Regions from separate parts of the Gossypium hirsutum genome. Here region 1 is linked to region 2. The links are chromatin contacts, called in public Hi-C maps. All regions are on one chromosome and are shown on one strand. The core of a region is the stretch at or near the end of the contact, and the rest is flanking DNA. Distances in the headings are between cores, read along the strand shown. Region 1 has its middle 9.4 kb from the start of LOC107949896. Region 2 holds the start of LOC107949704.

The links. Hi-C and Micro-C count contacts between places; a contact is called where the count stands out from the background.
Region 1: a Hi-C map of leaf shows a contact between it and region 2, with 2.7 times the contacts expected there. The contact joins the enhancer-like site here to the promoter of LOC107949704 in region 2. A contact is called at or near these places in 5 of 34 Hi-C or Micro-C datasets (callus, fibers, leaf and 1 more).

Annotation. Positions count from the first base shown.
Region 1 is chrD03:41,591,978-41,594,677 of Gossypium_hirsutum_v2.1, forward strand. No RefSeq gene overlaps it. Among protein-coding and RNA genes, the nearest start is that of LOC107949896, 9.4 kb to the right of the region's middle. Within about 2 kb of position 1,339, at least 4 of the 9 cell types and tissues checked have an H3K27ac peak or open chromatin away from gene starts, as enhancers often do. A contact at or near this core is called in leaf, where this site is marked.
Region 2 is chrD03:41,541,503-41,544,202 of Gossypium_hirsutum_v2.1, forward strand. It overlaps LOC107949704, which reads right to left and starts at 1,276. Exons shown (of 1, transcript XM_016884443.2): 1 at 90-1,276. The coding sequence starts at 1,151. The coding sequence ends at 294.

The DNA of each region.
Region 1 (2,700 bases), core at 89-2,588, 51 kb after region 2:
ATTAAAAATATAGATATAGATGTATATTTTTTTGGTCGTAACCAAGGTTTCCATCATCAATAATAGTGACTAATCCCTTCATTACAAGTGACTTTCGAAGAAGTAAATGGCTAGTCATAAAATATGTACTCTATTTTCATGAGCGAAAATTGAACCCAACAATATACTTAAAGGGATGGAGGTGAGACATAATACATGTTAAATAATTAAATAATATATCAACTAATAATATAAAAAATCTACGGTATATTTAAAACTAAAATTTTAGTTAAATAAAATATTAATTAAACCCAGTAGACAAATTTGGTACGACAAAAAGATGTTTGTGCTCTTTTACATTGTTTTTCTTTTCTTGGTAATGTGGGATTTAACAATGTGATTAGACTTCAAAGCCTCTTATTTAGCCTTAGTTGCCCACCTTTTTGGTCGACATTATTGGGTCGTAAGTTTCACAACAGCTCTGTTGATGTGTGTGAAAATTAATGAGCCATCCAAACAGGAAAGAGAAAAAGGGAGATTCCTACGTACTAAGACCAAGCTGATCGTAATGAGCCACTAGATTTATTGCACGTTACAACAGTTGTCGAGGGTTTTAAAAAAAAAGGAGGCAGAGAGATTACTTGTTCAGTAATTCAGCAAAGTCAAATTGGGTTCATGTTGGACCCCATTGCTTAAACTTGATCACTACAGATGGAAGAATCCTAGCCGTATAGATTAGAGGGGCCCACGAATCCAAAAGTAAAGATCATTCGATGATTTTGAATCGTACGGCTTCGGATTGGTGGTGGAGAAAAAAGAGAAAAGGGAGCTACTCGAGTTGTTGGTAGAAAATGATAACTGAATGTGGAGGGCTGAGCTGCCAAGGGGACAATTGGCAAATCTTGAGCCAAGCAGCGTTGTGATTTTTATTCTAGTTGGGTCATCCCGAATAAAGATAAAAGATTTAAGGAACAACCTCGCCCACCGTTTTCATTCCCTAAGAAACACGGTATAAAACAATTATTTTGATTAGGGTTAATATAATTAAGTCTATTTTGTTATGCGCTCCACTTTTGTATTTCAGCTCAACGATTAGGTTTATTTTAATTTTTGTATTTAGAAAAATATAAAATTTTGATAATGTGATATTATGATATTATGTCACGTCATTATCTGTAAAATAGTTAATCTAATGATATAGTTGTTATACTATACATCAATAATGACAGTAGGAATGATTGCAAAGTAATAAGAAAAAAAATAAGAATACGTAGATTTTACGTGAAAAACCCTTATCAGGAAAAACCATGGGTAGGGGAAGATAAATTCATTGAAGCTGAAAAACAACAATACAAGAAGCTTTTGGCTATGCTCTGTTTTTAAGGGTTAAACAACTCTTTTTTCTTTTTAACCCCATGTGATGGCCTGATGATCAATGGTGTTTATCGCCCCAAGTGTGGCCTAGATTCAAGTCGTGCTAGTTGTGTTTGTTGCTTGAGTTTTGTCTTGTTATTGTAATTAACTAAAAAAATCCTTTTTTAATCAATGTATAATAAAAGAAATATAGTCCTATATAGATTCAACTTGTGCGGCAAGGCCCATAAATTTTTAACCCTCAGACCTTCGCATCCACAGATCCCCAATTTTGCCTCTCTATTTGATTTCTTTAACAAGTGAGTTGCATCTTGAACTTTTCTAGCCAGATCAAACGGGATTCGGGTCACACAACTCTAACAATGACACAATATCAAAGTGCCACATCATCAAACTTTTACATCATTCCAAAATCAGGAATCAAAATAGACCTAAGTTCAAGTATCAAAGTGGACAAAAAAATACAAGTATCAAAGTAGATCTAGTTATCAAGTTCAAGGGCTAAAATTTGCATGAACCCTTTTGAAGATATCTCTAATTTTTAATTAAAATTATATATCATGATGCATTTTATTTAACAAATATTTTTATTAAAAATTCATATATAACTAAAAGGTTTTGATTGAATTGGTGAAGTTAAAATATTGAAAATGAATGTTTTGTGTTCAAATTTGTATCTTTCTAGATTTCACATGATTTAAAATGATAAATTTACTCTCATAATAATGTTTATTATTTCATAAAATAAAGGGTTTTTGTTAATTGATAATTGAATTGGACCCGATTGATAGATGACATTAAAACAGTTAACAATTTAAATATAATATAAGATAGATGAAATAGATTATATATCATGATGCAAGTCAAATTTATTTTTATTTTTTGGTCTCTTCAATGTTTATTTTACAGTTTACATTTGGGGTTCGTGACTGCCCCTCTCAATAAAATTATCTCTAAACTTTGAACACATATTCTCTTTTTAAATTGTAATATATCTTATTCTCTTTTTAAATTGTAATATATCTTATTAGTATACTCAACACTTGTTAATTACATATTTATATTTAAATATTATCATGAACAGAGTGGAAGTTCTAAGAGCTTAAACACACACAATTGTCTAACATCTATTACACGAATAATTACATAAATTTTAGATGTATGAAATATGTAAATTTAAATTCAACCCCTAAGAATTTCATCTCACTTTCAATAAGTTGAATTTGTTTCCTTTTCCTTAACTTGTTTACCTTGTTTGTCATTAACTTGAATCCGTTCTTTTTTAAAAAAAAATTTGAAGTGTTATTTTTTGGACAGTTAACCTAAACCGTTAATAATAAAAAGTAT
Region 2 (2,700 bases), core at 26-2,525:
CCATCTGTCTATGCAAACTGCAAACATACAGTGAGTTAAGCACATGAGAACTGAAGAAGTGCCATAAAACCATCTACAATAATAATAAATACATCAAAATCTGACTACTTTGAGTTCCTTTTCAAATGCTTTTTGCATCTCAAAACCAAACACTCCAGATCCAGTCGGAAACAAAGAACGAAAGAAAATAAAAACAGGCAAGCTCCCATAAAATATTTACAATTTAAAAGGAAAGTTGATGCAAATAGAAAGCTCAGTGAAGCGATAGAAGGATTTATTTATTTTTTATAATTTCACCGGCCCAAGCAAAGAGCGGCGTTGATATCGAGCCTCCATGCAAATCCACCGCCGTCCATGCGCCAAACGTCGCAAGGCAGCGTCAAGGAACTCCGCTCCTTCCCGCACGTGTATTGCACCCTTACCTTGCATGTAAACGCCGGGTACGTTGTCGTCATCGGCATCCTTTCCTTCATCACCAACCACACCATCGTTTCCCCTCCAACCATTTCCTTATACGCCCCGTTTGTCCACGTTACCCTCCCCAACCCATCCGATATAAACCCCGGACACGTGTCCCTCCCGAGATTCACCTTCTTTTCCTCGTCTGTACTCCCTAGCCCATCCCCACTCACCCATGTCTCTGTCACGCATTCCACCGTCACGCACGACCCCACTCTCACCGTCTGCCCTCCCATAAACACCTCCTGATCTGCTGACCGTACACCACCACCACCACCACCACCGAGAAAATCCTCCTTTTTATTACCAGCTTCACCGAAGCTTAACCAAAACGGCATCATCTTTTGGACTACTCCATCCTTTTGCTGCTTCAGAATAGACTCTTCTTTGCAGTCAGGGGTTTCAGGGAGAAGTGGCAAAGTAACCCTCTTCTCTTCGTTCAAAACCCTTCTTTTCTTGTTGCACCTCTTTGTATTACTCACAGTGTTACTTTCTTTAGAGAGTCTTCTTTTTCCTCTCCCCGGCTTAGAACAAACCTTAATACTTCCCTGTGGCGAAACCGATCCACCCGTTGCCGGTTTCGGAGCGATCGGTCGGAACCGGAGCATTATCCGGTGCACTTTCGACATATCATAGACCCCATGGCCAGAAGATGCATATCTCGCTATGCAACACCCTCCTCTGCCTTCCATTTTTTTTCTCTCCAGAAATCTCTTCTTTTCTTTTCACTCTGCCTTCTTTAAAATAAATTTTTTTTTCTCTCTCTTTCCCGTGCGTGTCCAGAGACTCTACGATGCGGACGCACTCCATGTTTGGAATAGGAGTGTTGAGATTTATAAGGAGAATGAAAGGGACACGTGTGAGGTTCAACACGTGTGTGAACAGTGAGACGAACAACGCAGAAAAAGGATTGGTCGAGAAACGAAACGTGGCGAAATCCAGAAAAGTTAGGCGGGGATGAGAGTACGGAAAAATGGTCGCAAGTGGACCCCAGCGGAGAGCCAATGGGAAGGGGAGGAGTGTCCCTGGTACCGGCGCCAATAGGAGGCACGTCGATCTCGGTGTTCGCGTTGAACTGCTTGCTTGTCGATCGTGGGAGATAAAAACACAACACGTGGGCCAATGAGAATGGGATAGAGATCTAAACGGTAGGGCTTTTGGGTTTCCATAAATAGTAGGGAAGATGGGCGCCACGTGGATGGTCGGATTATGACGCAGATATCGGTTTTGATTGGGATACGTGACGTCAGAAAAAAATTCTGGTTGAATGCAGGACTTTTCTCTAATTTAAAATTTTCTCTTGTCTCCGTGATTGGAGAAGGGGAAATGACTTGATTTTTGAAAAATACGTAGTTATGTTACGATACTACCCTTCTTTTGTTAATTTGTTTTGGGGAATGACCTTCCTAGCTTTGGCATATTACAAAAATGATTTCTGCTTCTGTTTTCCAAGTTCAAAATTGGTTAGGATCAGTCTATGACTACGACTGCTGCCTTCTTCTTATTCACAACCTCTAAATCCTGAATGCCTACTCTTTATTGGCTCCATACACCTCCATGTGTCCAACCCTAGTTCGATAATTTCAATACTTTTGGATTCCACTTTTTTTATTCAATAATTTATATAAATCTTTTTTAGGCTTAATTTCTATTGTTAGACATTTATTTTTTTAATGTTTGTAAAATTTAAAAAATATAATTCTGTAAAAACATGAAAAATTTAATGCGGTTAAGAGATGATATCTAATGTACAATTGATATATAAGTCTTATGCACCATTGATAAATAATAACATAACATCTTTAAGGACAAAACTAAAATATTTTTTTTGGTAAGATCGAAATTAAGTTTTATATTTTTACGATAGTAAAAATGTAATTTCACTATTTTAATAATCTATATTTTTATAATTTCTAAAAAAAAATCATGACTACTGTCATAAATATTTTCGTCACTATTTTATTTGTAACAATTATCACAAAGTTGTCATAATTATTCAAAAAAATTTAATTAAACTTTTGAAATTAGCAATTGTGACAAAAATAAATGATCAAGAATATTCAATACACTAAAATTGTAAGCAATTGTAACAAAAAAAAAAATGATCATATAAATATTCAGTTTTTTAACCAAAATTTCAACACTGAAATTGCAAGCAATTGAAGAAAAAGAAATAGTCACAAATATTAAAAGAAATTTATCAATTTTTTGACACTAAAATTGTAATCAATTGTGACAAAA